Linked DNA regions of Mus musculus: region 2 is linked to region 1. Evidence: chromatin contacts called from public Hi-C data. All regions are on one chromosome and are shown on one strand. The core of a region is the stretch at or near the end of the contact, and the rest is flanking DNA. Distances in the headings are between cores, read along the strand shown.

Region 1 (3,791 bases), core at 1,250-3,749:
GGGAATGAATGCAGATGAACCTCTACCTATGACTGGCGGCTCCTTCCTTCTCTCTTTTCTCTTTTTAATTTTAAGAGAGGGTCTCTCAATGTTGCTCAGGCAGGCCTTAAACTGACCATCGTCCTGCTTCACATTCCCAGGGCAGCTGCATGCTGGGCCTGGAATACCAGGCCAGGTTCTGATTCTTCAGAGGTATAAGAACTGGATCATAGCTCTTAAATGTCTCCCAGAGGCAGCACAGAATCCAGTCTCCTTATTGGGATCTAACAGAGTTACTGGGAAGCTGGTGTCAGCCCTCCCACACAGCCTTCCTCCTTCCCTATACATGTACCATTGCCCAGGCGAGGGGGCCCACGGCTTGCTTCCATGGGCTTCAAACCCATTAACACAGGGTAATTTGTGCGCGCGCATGTGTGTGTGTACAGGTATAAGTGTATGTGTTTTATGGAGCCCCGAGATTGATGTCTAGAGTCAATCCAGTTTATTTTTTGAGACAAAGTCTCTCCCTGAACCTGGGGCTCAGTTAGGCTGCCTGGCCAGCTCTAGGCTCGCTCCACCTTCCCGGTGCTGGGATTACAGCCATCCATTGCTGCCTAGTTTTGCACGTGGGTGCTGGGGATCTGAATTTAGGCAGCAAGAGCTTTACTGACTGAGCCCTCTGCCCAGCCTCTTGATCCTTGGTTTCGAACACAGCGCTATGATGTCATGAGACTCGTCCATATTTAGGGTACAACAATCCTAATCATCGCCCACCCGGGGCCACCCCAAGCTCTGCCCCTCAGTCACCTGACTCCCTGAGGCTGGCCGCCCCCCCCCGCCCCCCCCACCCGCCCTCCCGCTGCCAAATCGCAGAGCACTAACCTCTGAAAAATGATGGTGAGCCCTGTCCTTGAGTCATTAATTCTCCCGTGACTGAGGCCTTTCCCCCAGGGTGGGCGCAGGGCCAGGTGACTGATCACACCTGCTTGGCCTCTTGAGGACTTTGACCGGTGGGAGGCTTCGGCAGAATTTCCCGAGTGAAATGCCGCATGGAGATTAATGGCCCTGAGATGTGTGGAGCTCTGGGTGTGCTAGGCTTGAGTCAACCGGCCCCAGGTGCCCGAGGCCCTTGGATCTGCCCGCCACCCTGCTCGGCCTGCCCGACCCCTTCCTGGATCAGAGCCGCATGCCGGGGGTTTCTGCCTTTGCTTGGATCTCAGAGTCCCCCAGAAATGGTAGTCTCAGCATCATGCCTGAAACCTCCAACACAAATAATTTTCAATTTGCCTGGGAGTTTCAATCGTACAATCCAATGTTAAATAATAGATTAGATGCCTCGGGGAGAGAAACAGGGTTTAAGAAGAAATAAATAAAAGGCAAAGTAAAAATCTGGGCCTGGGTTTTTGAGAGTATTTCTGATCTCACAGCTTCTGCTCTTAGCCTGGATTTGACCGCCCTGTTCCTTCCCACAGTGTTAGGACTTGCAGCTCTCTGGGGCCGTGGGACTGCCACCCACCCACATCTCTGAGAGCTGGTGGGGCTCTATTCCAAATGCTAGACAGATTCACTCCATCCCCTGTACCCCTGTTCTGGGCATCTGTACCCCAAAGAGAAGTCTTAGCTTGTAACCTTGGCAACTGTCCCCAGTGAGGCTGCTAGGCTGACCAAATGCTTGTATAGTCATGTAGACTCATGGGCAACCTTAAGCCATGGATGACAGAGAGCTGCAGGCTGGTACAGAGATGGGCAGGCACCAGGCAGGATCTGGTGGCATTGTGTGTGACACCCCAGAGGAAATGCTTATGGGATGGGAACCTTCTCACTGCCCCTGAACTGTGGTCATTTCTGCCCACCCTCTTCCCTGTCACTCCAAGAGAAGGTTCCAGATTCTCATCTTTCAGACCACCCTACTTCTCAGCCCTCCCTCTTGGACCAGGCTGGCTCAGATTAATCTCTCCTCCCCCTCCTCCCACTCCTCCCTCCCCCCTCCTCTCCCTCCCCCTCCTCCCCCTCCTCTCCCTTCCCCTCCTCTCCCTCCCCCTCCTCTCCCTCCCCTCTTCTCCCCCTCCCCCTCCTCCCCTTCTCCTCCACCTCCCCCTCCCCCCTCCTCCCCCTCCTCTTCCTGTTTCTCTGGCTGTTACCTCTCTTACCCCCGCCCCTTTAACTTTTACTTTTCCAGACTGGGTCTCTCACATAGCCCAAGCTGGCTTGGAGCTTGCTGGGTAGCCAAGGATGGCTTTGAACTCTCCACCCATCATTCATCATCATCTTGGCCTCTGGAGGGCACTAAGCCCACTCGGGATCTGTTCCCATCTTTGCTGTCACGCTTGCTGGGGGAGGGGACAAGCTCCGACTTCCCCCTGCTACTTTCCAGCAGCAGGACACCTGTTTATCAGAACCTCAGGCAGCCACTTAAAGGCGTCTGGAATCTCAGTTTCCTGCAAAGCTTGTCTTGTCCTTGCTCCTGAGGTCACTGGATTCCTAACTTGCTCTCACAAACCACCCCCCACAGAGCAGCAGAGCATTCTAATGGTTAAGGACTGGACACCAGACCTAACTGCCGGGCGCTGGAAGGGAGACAGTCTTTTCAGAGCTACGTGGCCTCAGGGTAAATTGTTCAACCCCTTCTGTGTCTCAAGGTCCTTGTCGGGAGATCCCGGGAGGATATAACTGCTCCGTATCTATCTTACAGGGTGGTAATGGCAAGTAAATAAAATAATATATTCATGAAATATGCAGAGCAGTTTGGGATCAGCCTGTAAATACCATGATTTTCGTGTATGTGTGCTGGGGCTTGAGCCTAAGGCCTCAAGCATATTGACAAAGGCTTTAAGAGGAATCCACACTCCCTGCCCTCACTGGCAAGCCTGGGAAGGCAGCATTCCAAGGCATGACCTATATCTGCATTTTTTAAAAAAAATATTGTGTTTATCTGTTTATTCTGATTGTGTGTGTGTCTGCATGCCGTCACTCAAATGTGGGTCAGCAAGAGTCAGTTTTCTCTCCTACCATGTGGGTCCTGGGTATGGAACTTAGATCGTCTTAGATTGACTTAGAGGTAAGCCATTTTACCGGCTGAGCCATTCTGCAAGCCCCATTGCTATTATTTTCTTAGACAGCGCCTCACTCTGTTGCCCAGGCTGATCTATAACTCAGTATGTAGCCCAGGTTGGCCTTGTACGCAGAGCATTTCTCTTGCCTGGGTCTCTTGCAAAGCTAGATCTCGCATGTGCACCACTGTACCTGGTTATTCTTACTTCTTATTACTTCAAGAGCCAAGGCCAGAGAGGACAATGGTATGGGTTTAAATGACATCTCCAGCTAGGCATGGTGGTGGGATCCCAGTGCTCAGGAGGCAGAGGCAGGCTGATCTATGTAAGTTTGAGGACAGCCTGGTCTGCAAAGTGACTTCCAGGACAGCCAGGGCTACACAGAGAAACCCTGTTTTGAAAAACAAAGCAAAACAAAACCCAAACAAACAAACAAACAAAACGTGACAGCTCCAAATAGGGAAAAGACATGGGCAGCCTCTGATGGTACATGATTCTGATTCCAATACTACAGGGTGGAGGCAGGGGGATTGTGAGCCAGGCCAGCCTGGGCTACAGAGTCTATTCAAGGCCAGCAGAGGCTATGGTAGCTAGACACTGCCTTAGAAAACAGAAAGAAGGAAGTAAAGAAGAAAAGACAGTAGGGAGAAAGGGGGTGGATTCGAGATACTTTCAAGAAGTAAGACAGAGTGCAGGGGTGGTGGGCTGAGGTGGGAGTCCTGGGAGGGGGGTGCAGGACTTGGAAGAGATGAGGCTCAGGTA
Region 2 (4,017 bases), core at 1,497-3,996, 80 kb after region 1:
GGGTCTGAGCCTCACAAATCCAGCATGTGATTTAATTTCTGTCTCAGGCCAGAGGGACCAAGTTCGAGGGATCCTCAGAACTGGACAGGGAAATTGAGTCAGACTCCAGTCACGAAGTTCAGAAGAAGAAAGGCTCCTCAGATCCCACCAGCATGTCCACCACCCAATAAATAAAGTAATTAATTCATGCAACAGAATTATTTTTTTGAGCTGGGATTTCACTACATAGTCCTGGCTGACCTGGATGTTGACCAGGCTGGTCTCAAACTCAGAGATTCATCTGTATCCGCCTCTGCCTCTCACGTGCTGGGATTAAAGGTGTGCACCACCACACCCAGCTATAAGAAAAGTTTTCAAAAGAAGACATGTTCATCTGGGTCTGGTGGTGCAGCCCTATAAGGCCAGCTACTCAGGAGGATAAGGTAGGGTCATAAGTTCAAGGCCAGACCATGAATCAAAATCAAAGTAATGAAGAATGATCAAGGGGTAAGACCCTGGGTTCAATTCCCAGTGACATTAAAAAAAAAAAAAAGAAAGACGTTATCCACTGGTATTCAGAACAATGTGGAAGATGCCCCGAGAGTTGGCAGAATTTCCTAAGTCTGAGATTCACTGAAGACAACAAACTGGCTGACCAGATGGGCAGCCTCTCCATCGCCCACACCAGGGGCTGCTCAATTGCTATGGAATCCAGAACCACGGCCTTGAAACTGGTGGCCTGACGCCCCCACACTGACACCGACGCCTGCTAGGAGGAAGCCAGGGCCCTTTCTCTGTTTACAAGGGTTACCGTCACCCAGCCCCGGCACACCAGGGCCATCAGGAAGGTCAGCATGCGACCCGCAGTGTTAAGTAGCAACCTCGGGGCTCACCTGGAACTTGCTGGGGGCTGAGCTCTATAGGGTCCTGGAGGCTGATGAAGAGGAGCAGGCCCGCAGCTCCAAACAGCAGGATGGACGAGAACATGCAGGCTAGCCGCATCGTTCCGAGTCGTGGGGTCATCCGGGGCACGCTCCGGGGTCACCTCTTGGGTGTAAAAGGCACGTTCTTCCCTCATTATCCACACCAGACATCCATCAGGCTGGGGTCTACAAGACAGAATGGAAGAAGCGGGTTTCAGTTGCAGGATATCAGTGAACTAAGCTCCCTGTCACGTGACATTGACTTACCTTCTGGATTCCTCTAACCCATCTGGAGATCTCTCTCTCTCTCTCTCTCTCTCTCTCTCTCTCTCTCTCTGTGTGTGTGTGTGTGTGTGTGTCTTTCTGTCTGTCTGTCTGTCTCTCTCTCTCTCCCCCTTCCTCCCTTTGGACTGGGACTCATTATACAGTCCAGAGGGGTCCCAAACTCACGACCCTCCCACTCCAACTACCCGAGTGTTGCAATTACAGCCATTCACCACCATGCCTGTCCACTTTGGCCTTCTGAAGCCCCCAGAGGCTGAAGGGGGTTCTGTTGCTCCCTGCTCTCCCCACAAGGGTTTCCTGTCTGCACCTGCCATAAAGCCACAGAGAGGCACACTAGCTCACTGTTGGGGGAAGCTATGAGCCTTGACTGTCACAGGTTGTAATCAGTAACCGCACCCCTGTCCTGCCCAGCTCTGTGAGCCTCCCAGTCAACACCATGCTCCCTCCACAGGCTGCTCACATCCCTCTCTATCCCTGTTTGCTCTTCTGGCCTCTGAAAGACTCCATGCATGCACACGAGTTGTCTGTCACCTTGGTTCTACCACAAGGACAGAAGAAATGCCCTCCACGCTCTAAGTACAAGTGAATCAGACCAAATTATGGATCAAGATAGGCAACACCCCAGGGCTGGAGAGATGGCTCAGTGGTTAGGAACGCTGAGCTGCTTTTTGCTCTAGAGGACCTAGGTTTAGTTCCCAGCATCCACATGTCAGCTCACAGACATCTGTTCCAGGGGTTATGACGCCCTCTTCTGGTATCTACAAGCACTGCATGTACATGATGAAGAGACATACATGAAAGCCAAACATTCATACGCATAAAATAATACAACTTACTTGGTTTTTTTTTTTTTGGGGGGGGGTGATTTGAGACAGGGTTTCTCTGTGTAGCTTTGGCTTTCCTAGAACTCACTCTGTAGATCAAGCTTACCTCGAACTCACAGAGATCTACCTGCCTCTGCCTCCTGAGTGCTGGAATTAGAGGCATGCGCCACCTCTGCCTGGCAACTCTCCCTCTCCCTCTCCCTCTCCCTCTCCCTCTCCCTCTCCCTCTCCCTCTCCCTCTCTCTCTCTTTTTAAAAAACAGACAGGCACACCTCACTTTCGAGTCTGAAATGCCCCCCATAGATTCCTGTCTTTGAACACCTGGTCTCCCGTTGTTGGCGGTATTTTGGGAGGTTGTGGGGCCTCACCCAGGCCTGTATGGGCCAAGTAAAGGTGAGAGGACAGAGGAAGTCTCCCAGACATCTGTTGCAGATCTACACAGGCAGATCCCTGATGCTCACAATGTTCTACCTACATCCACAGCATTGCTCGGACTCAAATTCCACCAGGTATCCAGACAGATGGTCTCAGAGGGTTTATTACTGTCCCACTGCTGTGATAAAACAGAAGGTTTTATCACAGCAGTGGGACAGAAGCAACCTTAGGAGAGAAGAGCCTGGGCTGGAGAGATGGCTCAGAAGTTAAGAGCACTGGCTGCTCCTCCAGAGCCTCTGACTTTGATTCCCAGCACCCACGTGGCAGGGCTCAGCTTTCTGGCTCCAAGGGATCCATTGCCCTCTTCTGGCCTTGGTGGGTACTGCATGCCCTGGGAAACATCCGCATACATAAAAAGTAACGAATAGGAGAGTGCACAGGGACTAACTTTTATTTCATCTCTTTTTGTTGGAGGGTTCAATCCAGTATTGTGGTGAAGGTGTGGTAGACCTTCCCTACAGGTTCACCAGTGTACAGCAGGATGCTGGTCTTACACACTGGCTAGACCAGAAGCAGTAAACAAGGCTTAAGCAGGGCTGGGGGTGGGGTAGGGGTTGATCCTTAAAGGCCTGTCCATAAGCCAAAAGATACTTTTTATTTCCACTGAAAGAATTTACAAGGATCTTGCCCACCCCAGCACAGAGCAGTGCCAAAGGAAGCTGATGCCACCCAAGGCCACAGGGCCCAGGAGACCCTCCCCACCCCACCCCTGACTCTTAAGCAGGAAGGGAAATGTGTAAAGTCCTTCCCTGCCCTTTTCTTGCCCAGAAAAAAAAAATTCCCAAGGACTAGTCTGATTCTCGGCAAAGCTTAGGAGCTGAGAAGTATAAATTCCAGCTTGGGTTTCTCCCCTCTGCAGTCTCTGTAATTATTTTTTCACTCAGTTAACTTTAATTAACCTGCCGCAGGCCTCTGTGCGCCTGGTGCTGGGCTCCCTGGACTGTGCGGAGCAGGTGGTTCCCACGACCTCCCAGCTTTTGTGTTTGGGGAGCAGCAGTGTGGGGGGCTCAGTTTATCAGTAGAGCTGGCTCTGGGGTTTTTGAGCAAGCCACGACCTCTGTGCAACGGGCTTGCCTTAAGAAAAGACTGTTGCTGCCTGCCAATCAATGAGGTGTGGAGTAGGGAATTCTATCTTGCTCATAGTGTGCCCAGACTGAGAACCACAGAGTCTCAGCTCTGGGGATAAATGGTGTATCTCACGAAGCCAAGATGCATCATGTAGATGTCAGGACTTCCGACAGGTCAGTTTCCACGTAGACAGATGCTCAGAGCATGCCTGGTGCTGTTTCCCCCAGCACTACCTGCCCTGTGAGGTCCATCAGTCTGTCTCTGGATGCTGAGGGAATGGAATGTAAGGGACCAGAAGGGGCGGAGCTATTCTCTGTCACCCTTAGAAACTGCTTGTGACCCTGTCCTCATAGCCTCAGGCACTATCCCCCCCCCACCCCCACCCCCACCCCCACCCCCCCACACACAGCAGCTGATACAGCCCTTTAGGACACTCTAACAGTCTCAGGAAGGAGTCCGGATAGGTAAAAGAAACATTTGGCAGTGACGTGGCAGAGAACAGG

What was found. A called contact is a pair of places that touch in the nucleus more often than the background predicts.
Region 2: a contact with region 1 is called in a Hi-C map of trophoblast stem cells, with 5 times the contacts expected there. The contact joins two enhancer-like sites. A contact is called at or near these places in 1 of 39 promoter capture datasets (embryonic stem cells), 4 of 15 datasets of contacts at CTCF or cohesin (embryonic stem cells and pro-B cells), 62 of 484 Hi-C or Micro-C datasets (8-cell embryo, the C2C12 cell line, Sertoli cells and 14 more), 13 of 115 datasets of contacts at active chromatin or transcription factors (differentiating embryonic stem cells, embryonic stem cells and stem cell-derived neural progenitor cells) and 2 of 9 other capture datasets (embryonic stem cells and pancreatic islet).

The regions. Positions count from the first base shown.
Region 1 is chr7:34,667,057-34,670,847 of GRCm38.p6, forward strand. No RefSeq gene overlaps it. Among named protein-coding and RNA genes, the nearest start is that of Gm12781, 9.0 kb to the left of the region's middle. Within about 2 kb of position 2,500, at least 13 of the 459 cell types and tissues checked have an H3K27ac peak or open chromatin away from gene starts, as enhancers often do. A contact at or near this core is called in trophoblast stem cells, where this site is marked.
Region 2 is chr7:34,747,190-34,751,206 of GRCm38.p6, forward strand. Chst8 (carbohydrate sulfotransferase 8) reads right to left here. Exons shown (of 4, transcript NM_175140.4): 2 at 873-1,088. The coding sequence starts at 1,002. Among named protein-coding and RNA genes, the nearest start is that of Gm38987, 64 kb to the right of the region's middle. Within about 2 kb of position 2,747, at least 11 of the 459 cell types and tissues checked have an H3K27ac peak or open chromatin away from gene starts, as enhancers often do. A contact at or near this core is called in trophoblast stem cells, where this site is marked.